3 separate regions of the Mus musculus genome follow, and all the other regions are linked to region 3. Evidence: chromatin contacts called from public ChIA-PET and Hi-C data. All regions are on one chromosome and are shown on one strand. The core of a region is the stretch at or near the end of the contact, and the rest is flanking DNA. Distances in the headings are between cores, read along the strand shown. Region 1 overlaps Gm32679 (a long non-coding RNA gene). Region 2 has its middle 13 kb from the start of Gm46567. Region 3 overlaps Gm26562 (a long non-coding RNA gene).

Evidence for each region. ChIA-PET counts read pairs in DNA pulled down with a chosen protein or histone mark. A called contact is a pair of places that touch in the nucleus more often than the background predicts.
Region 1: an SMC1A ChIA-PET map of the G1E-ER4 cell line shows a contact between it and region 3, with 7 read pairs. The contact joins two enhancer-like sites. A contact is called at or near these places in 1 of 15 datasets of contacts at CTCF or cohesin (the G1E-ER4 cell line), 1 of 484 Hi-C or Micro-C datasets (the G1E-ER4 cell line), 2 of 115 datasets of contacts at active chromatin or transcription factors (embryonic stem cells and regulatory T cell precursor) and 1 of 9 other capture datasets (embryonic stem cells).
Region 2: a Hi-C map of stem cell-derived cardiac mesoderm shows a contact between it and region 3, with 5 times the contacts expected there. The contact joins two enhancer-like sites. A contact is called at or near these places in 1 of 484 Hi-C or Micro-C datasets (stem cell-derived cardiac mesoderm) and 5 of 115 datasets of contacts at active chromatin or transcription factors (embryonic midbrain, epiblast stem cells, forebrain and 2 more).

The regions. Positions count from the first base shown.
Region 1 is chr16:29,843,581-29,846,927 of GRCm38.p6, forward strand. All of the region lies in intron 2 of Gm32679 (a long non-coding RNA gene), which reads right to left. Among named protein-coding and RNA genes, the nearest start is that of Gm32679, 4.7 kb to the right of the region's middle. Within about 2 kb of position 1,406, at least 17 of the 459 cell types and tissues checked have an H3K27ac peak or open chromatin away from gene starts, as enhancers often do. A contact at or near this core is called in the G1E-ER4 cell line, where this site is marked.
Region 2 is chr16:29,799,063-29,802,205 of GRCm38.p6, forward strand. No RefSeq gene overlaps it. Among named protein-coding and RNA genes, the nearest start is that of Gm46567, 13 kb to the right of the region's middle. Within about 2 kb of position 1,634, at least 33 of the 459 cell types and tissues checked have an H3K27ac peak or open chromatin away from gene starts, as enhancers often do. A contact at or near this core is called in stem cell-derived cardiac mesoderm, where this site is marked.
Region 3 is chr16:30,158,952-30,162,300 of GRCm38.p6, forward strand. The region is part of intron 2 of Gm26562 (a long non-coding RNA gene); the gene reads right to left. Among named protein-coding and RNA genes, the nearest start is that of 1700025H01Rik, 32 kb to the right of the region's middle. Within about 2 kb of position 1,685, at least 27 of the 459 cell types and tissues checked have an H3K27ac peak or open chromatin away from gene starts, as enhancers often do. A contact at or near this core is called in the G1E-ER4 cell line and stem cell-derived cardiac mesoderm, where this site is marked.

The DNA of each region.
Region 1 (3,347 bases), core at 156-2,655, 320 kb before region 3:
GCATCAGGAAGGGTGAGAGCCACTGCTCTATGAGGTCATGAATGCCTTCCCTACTCTCTTACGACACCCCTACACTGTATCGGGAAACGCACTGACTGATAAGGGATCACTCAGAGTTGATTGCCAGACCCAAAGAACTAACCGTGCAGACGCGCTATCATAGCCCCTCCACTTCCAGTCAGGTTGACACATGATTGTGGTCACCTGAGCGACTTAGGCAACAGCCACTCAGCTGAGCACAGCCAATCAGCTCTGGGAGGGCATAATAAGTCATTGTTTTAATTTCCCTTTGGGGTAATTTATTTTATAACAATAGGTGAATGGGCCAGGAAAATCTTTTAGAATTCTCCCTGTCTCTTCATATGGTGTACATTAAATACTTTTGTTGTCAAAGTGACACAAAATAAGGTTCCTCGGGAGGAACTTTAGTGAGAAACCCTGGTCAGGTGGTCCTGTGAGCTTCAGGCATGCTCACTATTGGCGTGCTTTGAAACAGTCATTACATTTTGGTGGTGGTGGTTTGAGACTTGCACTAAAATACTGTTCAACTATAACCAAAGATTCTGTCTCTAAGATGCTTCCATCCCTCTGTCCCGGGCCCTCATGGCTCACCTGGAGTCCATTCCCTGGTGTGCAACCCCACAACCCAGGGAGTACTTCAGCCATCTGTAAACATTCTCAGCTGGCCTAGCTAAACGATCTGGGTCCCCAACGCTTATTTATTGATGATGGAATAAAGGAATGTGGGCTTAGAGGGCTAGAGCCTTTCGGGGGCCATCTCATTGACCAGATGATGCTGGAGAGTTCCTGAAATAGGGGGACCACAGCCAGAGCCTTCCCCTGGAACCAAGGGTTGCATCAGTCCTGTGGGAAAACCAGCTAGTCTGCTCAGTGTAGACTAGCTTTGGGAGAAAACAGTCTAATGATCTGAAAGGGTCCTGCAAAAGGAGGAAGACAATATTTGAGATGGTACAGGCCCAACAGATGTGTGCATGCGTGCACATGTGAGTGCACGTGTGAGTGTGTGTTGGATCAGTGGAGAACAGGATGCAGTGGGCAAAACAGTACATAGAGAGAGATGTGCGGAGCAGAAGTCGGCAGGGAAAGACTTTAGGGAGCAAAGTGAGCTAGGAGAGAGCTGTTGCTTGCTGGCTGCTTCACAGTAGGAAGTTCCCAGGCGGGTGTCAAGGCCTGAGATTGACAGATGATACAACCCAAGCATTCTGTGCCCTGTGTAATTGACAGCAGGAGACAGACTCAACCTGGCCTGGCCTCAGCCTCGTTTCCCTCCTGCGAAGAATCCTGGGGTTGCTGTGAAGCAAGCTTCCTTCTCTCTGCAGAACAGAAACCCTGACTGTCAGGGGCCTGAGGGCCGGGTTGGATGTGGGTGAAGCCGCCTCAGATGTGTTGAGCCTGGACCACATTTCTTTGTTCTCCTCTGCGAAGCACACTTAAGCACAGGGCTTCTAGGGGGCCTTGATAAATATTTGTCTCAAGGGCTTTGCTGTAGTCAAAGAGAAACTGTGCCCTGACACTCAGGGCTAAGACTACTTCAGGCTTTTCCTTCTAGGTCCTTCTCACTGACACCTGGCACCTGGTCTCCCACTCCACCTCCATCAAGTCCCAGCCATTAAGGCCGGTTTTGGGGGGTGGTGCTCTCAGAGTGACATATGGGCACAAGGTGAATTGTGGGAGACAACTTGGAAGGTGGCTGTAGGACCTGACACTAAGAGAAGACACCCCCTTCTCTGTGACCTACTTTAAGGCAAAGCTTACAAGCTCTGGGTATGTGGTGGGGGAGGGGCGGGGGCGCTCCCCAGGAGGAGGAAAACAGCCATTCAAGGAACAATACTGCTGGAGCAGTCTACACAGCAGGCAGGGGAATCGTCCTGAGCCTCTGACTCCCCTCTACTCTCTCTCCCCCAGCCATTACCACTTTATCACTCCGCTAGCAGATCCTGTTAGCACTAGCTGCTACACATGTCCCCCATTTTCTCTCACACGAGGGGGTGCTGTGTTTCCCTGAGAGTTTATATTTTCTTCTCTGCAAATTATTGTCATCATATCCCTAAAAGTAAGACAGGGAATCCAGGAACAAGCCAGTCTAAATATAGCCCCCAGGGAGCCGCTGTGTGTCTTGAGACATCGAGTTCATGTGCACACTCGGGTTAAAACTTAATGAGTGAGATAAGGCTAAAGCAGATGGCTCCAAGCTGTGGGTAGAGGCGTGTGCAGGGTGGAAGGCCTGTTGACGTCACTATTACCACAGTTTATCTCACAAACACAAAGCCCCCAGAGATAAGGGACACAGGAGCAGGCCTCTCACTACGAATGAAATCAACTCTCTTTTCTTTTTAAAACGTTTCTTGGTTTTTACTGTTATCTCATGTGCGTTGGTATTTTGCCTGCATGTATGTCTGTGTAAGAGTGTTGGAGCCTCTGGAACTGGAGTTCCAGACAGTTGTGAGGTCTATGTGATGGCTGGGAATTGAACTCAGGACCTCTGGAAGAGTATCCAGGGCTCTTCATCACTGAGCCATCTCTCCAGCCCCTCTTTCCTTCTCTTCTCTTCTCTTCTCTTCTCTTCTCTTCTCTTCTCTTCTCTTCTCTTCTCTTCTCTTCTCTTCTCTTCTCTTCTCTCTTCTCTTCTCTTCTTTTTTTCTTTTCTTTTCTTTAAAACAAAAAACCAAAAAACTCCAACTTTCTTTCTCTCTCTCTCTCTCTCTCTCTCTCTCTCTCTCTCTCTCTCTCTCTCTTTCTTTCTTTCTTTCTCTCCTGGAACAGGTTCTCATCATGCAACCCTGTTTGGCCTGCAGCTCTATATACCAAGCTAACTTCAAACTCTGAGATCCATCTGCTTCTCCCTCCCTCTCCCTCCCCCTTCGCCTTCCCCTCCCTCTCTCCCTCTCAAGTGCTGGAATTAAAGCACATAAGCCATATCTATCTCCCAGTGATCACTTTTTAATCTAATACTAAAATTTAAAATTAATACTAAAATACTAAAAACTAGCCTGGGCTGGAGATATGGTTCAATGGTTAAGAGCACTGGCTGCTCTCTCAAAGGGCAGTTCCCAGCACCCACATGACAGGCCACAACCATCTGTAACTCCATTTTCAGGAACTCAGCATCCTCTTCTTCCTTTATGTGGATAGGTTTTGCGTGCAGGCAAAACAACTATCCACATAAAATAAATAAAAACAAATAAATAAGTTTTAAAAATGAGATTATCCTATAATTTGGTGAGGAAGGATACAATAAAAAAAAATTCCAATTATAAAACAGAACCAATTATAAAACAGAAGGACCTTCCTGCAGGGAAACATAGTGTTTAAGATGTAGAAACTAT
Region 2 (3,143 bases), core at 384-2,883, 360 kb before region 3:
ATTTCTATTGTTTATAGATTTCATGCTTGTACTGAGTTAGATCTCCAATCTACCCTGTAGCCTGACTCCTCAGGTGTGGACCAAGACCCCACGACCTTTAGGAGATTGATGCTCTGGGTCACTGACTGTGGCGTGCAAGGAATTATCTTTCAGGACCATCTTCCAAGTGTTTGGTTTCTGTGCTGCCAAGGCTGAGGAATGCTGGGTATCAGGAGGTGTTAGGGGCTGGCTAGTCCAGGATGAAGAGGCAGAGGGTGGGGGCATCAGTTCCCACACCACAGGCTCAGCTCAGGAAGGAGACGGGAGTTCTGATAAGAAACAGGCTCCAGATCCCACCCTGTGTCAGTCTGCAAGCAGTTTCCTGGTTCTTGGATGGCAGTGACCTGGAAATACAAGCCACAGAAATGCTGCCAAGGAGGCACTGCCAAGTTCCCCAGACAGTTACACCCTCTGTCTCCACAGCCTTTTGTATACATCTCTTGACCATGATGCCCCATCATGAGCTGTTTACACTCACGGTCTCTTTCCTGGACTGTGCTTCTGCAGTACACGGACTGGCAAACTGGCATGGCCTGTTTTTGTGAATAAAGTTTTATCGGGAATATAGTCACACCTATTTTTGCAAGTAAAATTTTACTGAAACAGATTCGTGTTCATTCATTTTTTGCATTGTGTATGGTCTTGATATACAAGCTACACAGATTATATTGTTGGTTTTGTATCTCTGCAAGTTTTTTTTTTTTTTTTTTGAGGGCAAGAATAAAGTCATCCTGTGTCTCTTTGGAGTTTTGTATCCCACTGGTTTAGCCAGAATTAGCATTAGAATTAGCAGGCTCTGTTTTTTAGCTAGCGCACCCAACAATACACTACTCTATGGTATGTGTATATATTTCATCCCCTTGGGTCTGTTCTTCTAGATCAGTGGTTCTCAGACTTCCTAATTCTATGACCCTTGATAGACTTCCTCACATTGTGGTGACCCACAACCATAACATAATTTTTTTCTGTTACTTCATAACTGTAATATTACTACTGCTATGAATCATAATGTAAATATCTGTGTTTTCCGATGGTCTTAGGTGGCCCTGTGAAAGGGTCATTCAACTACAAAGTGGTTTCGATCCACAGGTTGGAAACCCCTGCTCTGCAGATTCCCTGACTAAAGAATCCAGGGTCTTGTAAGAAACCAAACTCAATCAACCAGCCAAACAAACAAAAAATACTGGTTCACCATGATAGACTGGTTGGGGACTGGGAGAGCCTGCTTTTCTTTGATCTGTTGTTTGTGTCCTATCTAAAGTAAACAGACATTTGTTCATGTCTCCCCAGGAAAACTCATGCACCACACATGGGAACTGTTGCAACTGTAGTGGGCTCTGAAAATCCCTGGGTGAGACAGAGAGGTGACAGACACCAAATGGGCAATACACAGTCACTAAGGGAGAACAGAGACAGGGCTTTCACCAGAATGCTGCACGGGAAGAGCTCTTTGAAGTTGGAGTCCCTAAAGCTGAAGGTGCTCTGGGACAGCCCCCATTCTGCTTGATTTGCATACACTGAATAGCTCTGGATAGCATCTACAGAAGGGACTTGGTCACAGCAGGGAACCACAGCCCTAAACTGATTCTTTGCCTAGGCTTCTTTTTCAGCCTCATGGCCACGTGACCACAAAGGGAGTGGGAAAAACCTACTGCTCAGTCCATGTGTACACAATAAATCTCTTCTACTGCCAAATCTTCCCCAAAGAAACCTGAGGACATAACTGGAGCACATGACTTACTGTCAGGATAAGAGTTTATAGCAACCAGGTACTCAGTGGGGTTTTGCGGGGGCTCCATCTCACAGTGGTACAGCCCTAACCCAGGCAGCTATTTCCTCTGCTCCAGAACTGTTGATTTTAGAAACAGACGTAGTGGTTTTTAGCAGAATCCCCACACTCATTGCTTTCTGTACAGAGTACAAGCCACTATGGTAAGACAAGTGAGCCTGCAGCATGGATGGGAAAGATGCAGGGATGGTGAACATGGTCACATGCTCCATTCGTCCTGAGTATTTGGCCTTTGCCAACATATGTAGCTTTTCCAGGTGTGGTTTTGTTGCTAAGGAAACCATACAACTTCTGGAAGTTATTGATCTGGCAAATTTGGCTATCCCCACCCTGGTATCCTAGAATATTCACCAGAATCAGTTTGTTTTTAGCTAGCACACCCAGCAATACACTACTTTCCTGTCTCAGGCCTGGGACTTCTCAGTCTATGACCATGACCTAGTCTTAGAGACCTCAGCCGCATCCATGTTTCATGTGCTGTGAATTATACCACATATCACACTTGCCCGTGCTGCAGATATAACGAAAACTGGTCCTCAATGAGCATAAACAGCTATTACTCGAGATATCTTACTGAGAAAATGCAAGCAGATCAAGGGAAAGGAATCCCAGGGAAATGCAGGGCCTGGTTATTTTGGGTTTGAAGACCTAACTACTAAAGGCTTAGGATCTGGGCAAGTGAAGATGTTTCATCTAATGTGGAGAAGTCGTAGTGTCTGGTCTCTCTGCCCACCACACGGACTGTGGAACACCCGTAAAACCTCTGGAAGCAGCTGATGCCTTTGGGCACGCTCTTCCAAAGGATCTATTGAGTAAGTCAAAAGAGTGCTGAATGTCAGCAGAGAAATGTGAAGAGTCTGCAAAAAAAGATTCAACCTACTAGGCAAGGCGTTCATCAATCTAAAGTGGACTCAACACACCCACTTGTGCTGTGAAGGTGAGGAAGCTGTGCAGAACTATTTGCAGGTAGGTTCCGGGAGGTTAAGTCACACCATAGACCTTTAGGACTGACTTAGGTACTAACCACGCCCTGTAAGGAAGGCTTCTGCTCTGCTCTTGGGCCTAACAGAACCTGAGTTCCTGATCCAACCCCCAAGCGACTGCCACTATCCGCTCTGTGCATTTCCGGTCCGCTCTGTGCCCATCTGCGTGTGGTATTACCTACCATTGCTTTTCCTGCTGATGCGTAGGAATGTCAAGTAACCATCCAGCACAAAACCTTACCTGACACCACAATCTCTCCACGGTTCCTGCTGGGTAACTGTTCTCTGGTCTTCGATGGTGCCTTTCTTGGTTGTCTGTTGCCATAATAAAA
Region 3 (3,349 bases), core at 435-2,934:
GCTTCCCCTGGCTTGTTCAGCTTGCTTTCTTATAGAACCCAGGACTACCAGCCCAGAGATGGCACCACCCACAGTGGGCCCTCCCCCCTTGATCACCAACCGAGAAAATGCCTCACAGCTGGATCTCATGGAGGCATTTCCTCAAGGGAGGATCCTTTCTCTGTGATAACCCCAGCTTGTGTCAAGTTGATACACAAAACCAGCCAGTACAGTGTTCTAAGAGAAGTGCCCCTGAGATCCTGCAGCAACAGGTAGGAACAGCTGCATGACGCACACACCCATGCATTCTAGCCCCAATTCAAGGTTATAACTGTCTGTTTGGTGGTCACCCACTCTTCTGCCAGAGAAGTGGGGGGGGGGGGTCCTGTTAAATCAGAGAAATTCTGCTTGCGCTTTGGCGCATCCAGACCTTCTTCACACTGGTAGTGAAAAGGTCAGCTTCGGAACTTTGGGAAGGTCATGAAACACTCGCCCCTCCAGAAGGGAGAGGCTAAGTAACATTTCTCAGACCACAGGGCCGGAACCAACCTACAGGTGGGGACACATTCTGCAGGACGGAACTGTTGCCCACCTTCAGACAAGGAAAGTCCTTGTCACCTCATTCCCTAAAGACCAATCAGTTTAAAGGGTGCACTGTTCCACCAATCATATTGTACCTAGTTGCTGATGCTCTATTCTGCCCCTGGAAACCATATAAAAACTTGTGGAATGGGTCCTCGGGGTCGCCTCCTCTCCTGCAGGTCTGGGACGACCGCAGTGCACTGAAACACTAAATTCCTCTTGCTTTCTGCACCGATCCTGGCTCCACATGGTTCACTCAAGGGGTCCCCAGTAAGCTAAGGCTCCCTGGAGTCTTATAGAAGACATCTTTCCAGGAAGCTGAGGTACAGCTGTCTTCTCAGCCTTCTGTGATGCCTAGGATCACAGTTCCCTCGCTGTATCTTTCTTTGACCAGACCAGGACGACATCAAGGGGCTTTGCTTTCCATGGTTTGTGCCACTCAGTAAAGGTACTTGTTACTCTGTCCTCATGCCACCCTGGGGGAGGGGCACCATCAGTAGAAGTCACTGTGCTAGACATCTCTTGCTATAGTGTGGGGGGTCCTATATACCTGTCCCTTTGACGCTGTACCTACCTCTCTCTAGAGTGTTTCGAGATTCAATTAATTGATCCACAGTTGAAAATGACAGCAAAAGCAACCCAGCCTGGCTGGGTTTTGCTTCAACATTGATTGATTGATTGATTGATTGATTTCATGTATGTGAGTGCACTGTCGCTGTCTTCAGACACACCAGAAAAGGGCATCGGATCCCAGGTTGTGAGCCACCATGTGGTTGCTGGGAGTTGAACTCAGGACCTCTGGAAGAGCAGTCAGTGCTCTTAACCACTGAGCCATCTCTCCAGCTCCTGTGACTCGTTTAATAATAGCATAACCCTAATAAACATGTTTTGAAGGATCTCAGAGGAGAGGATTCTAAACTGCCAGGTCTCCAAAAGCCACTCTCTGAGAGTCCCCTCCCCCACAGTTCCTCCTGTCCCACACTCTGAGAGTAGAGAGGTGGTTTGACTTCCAACAGAACCTTGAGGGTAGCTTAAAGCTTATCAGTCATCCCACCTCCAGCCCCCACCCTGCCAGGAGTGATAGACAGGTGGCATCCTCAGGAGGCGCCAAGGTCATTTCCTCATTCTGCAGATGTTTGGCTCTGGGCGCTGCTCTGCATCTAATCTCTAATCTCACAGGACCCATGGGAAGTTGTGCTGTTCCTTCATTTTGTTTTGAGGTAGGAGAAGCCCTGTTTGAAGAGTCAGCCAATATAAGAAGGATTTCCCAGGATGTCCTTATAGGAAAGCAACACTTTGTGTTTCTAACATCAGAGGTAAAGTAAGCAGCTATCGCCTTTCACAAGGGGCTCGTCTTGGGAAGGCTGCCTGGTGAGAAAACATAATTCTTTCTTAGTTTAGGGGAAAATTTTGAGATGGGGGCCTGGATGGGAATAGTGGCTTGGCAGGCAATCTGCCACCCCACCCCCATCCTCACCCTACCCCCACTCCCACCCCCACCCCCACTCCACTCCCTGACTCTCCAAAGATAAAAGGGTTTCTTAGTTTATGCTCTGTGCTGAGATGCAAGAGGCTGGAAAGAAGGCAGCATTTCAAAATGTTGATTAAATAATCCTGCGGAGTCAAGGACTCCCCTAAGTAAGTCTGTTTTCTCTCTGGCGAGCATAGTGGTGGCAAGATACACAGTACTGTATAGTCTCACCAGCCTGGCTTCTCATTCCTAAACAGTAATAATACAGGCTCGTGAAGAATAAGTTCGTTTTCACGCTGAACTCAAAATAGAACAGTATCTGCACTATTGTAAGTTCTCCAGAAGGGATGGGGGTTTTGTTTTGTTCTGTTTTGTTTGTTTGTTTGTTTGTTTGTTTTTAAGATCGTGTTTCATGTAGCCCAGGTTGGTCTTGAACTTAATGTGTAACCAAAGATAACTTTGAACTCCTGATCCTCCTGTCTCCACCTCCCCAAATCCTGGGATCCAAACCCCAGGCCCCAGGATACGTTACAGATGGAGTCTTCCACTGTAACATGCCAGTCCTACATTACTAATGCTATACAGGGGAGTCCTTCTGGCTAAATCACGGGAAGACAGAAAAGCTCCTGAGTTTTCCAGATGTTTGAAACCACGTGTATGCCAGATGTCCATAGAAGCCAAAAGAGGGTATTGGATCCCCTGGGGCTGGAGTCACAGATGTCTGGGAGACATATCGTGTAGGTGCTAGGAACTGAACCTGGGGCCTCTAGAAGAATAGCTAGTACTCTTACCTGAACCATCTCTCCAGCCCTCCATTTTCTTTTCTGGGTTTGTGCACACTTAGGTCGCAGATGCCTGGGATCCTTAGGTACATTCTTTTTTCAGTGGCATCACAGATACTGAGAGCAAGAGAACTAACCATGAAGGGCCTGAGGGAGGAGAAGGTTCCATCTATATTCGTGGCTGGGATTTGGGTTTGGTTTGTTTGTTTTGTTGCTGGTTTGTTGTTGATGGTGGTGTTAATGGGTACTTTTCTTTCTTTCTTTTTAGTTTTGGGTTTGTTTTGCTTTTTTCAAGGTGAGATTTCTCCGTGTAGCCCTGGCTGCCCTGCAACTCACTCTGTAGACCAGGCTGACCATGAACTCACAGAAATACATCTGCTTCTGCCTCCCAGGTACTGGATATTCTTGTTATTAAAAATCAATAAAGCAAGGCTGAACAGGATGCCCAGCTCTGAATGCAACAGATTGAAAGCGTGAAAGCCACAATTGTACCCTAAGAAGTGTCAACCGGAGCAACTTGGAGGATGACTCCAGG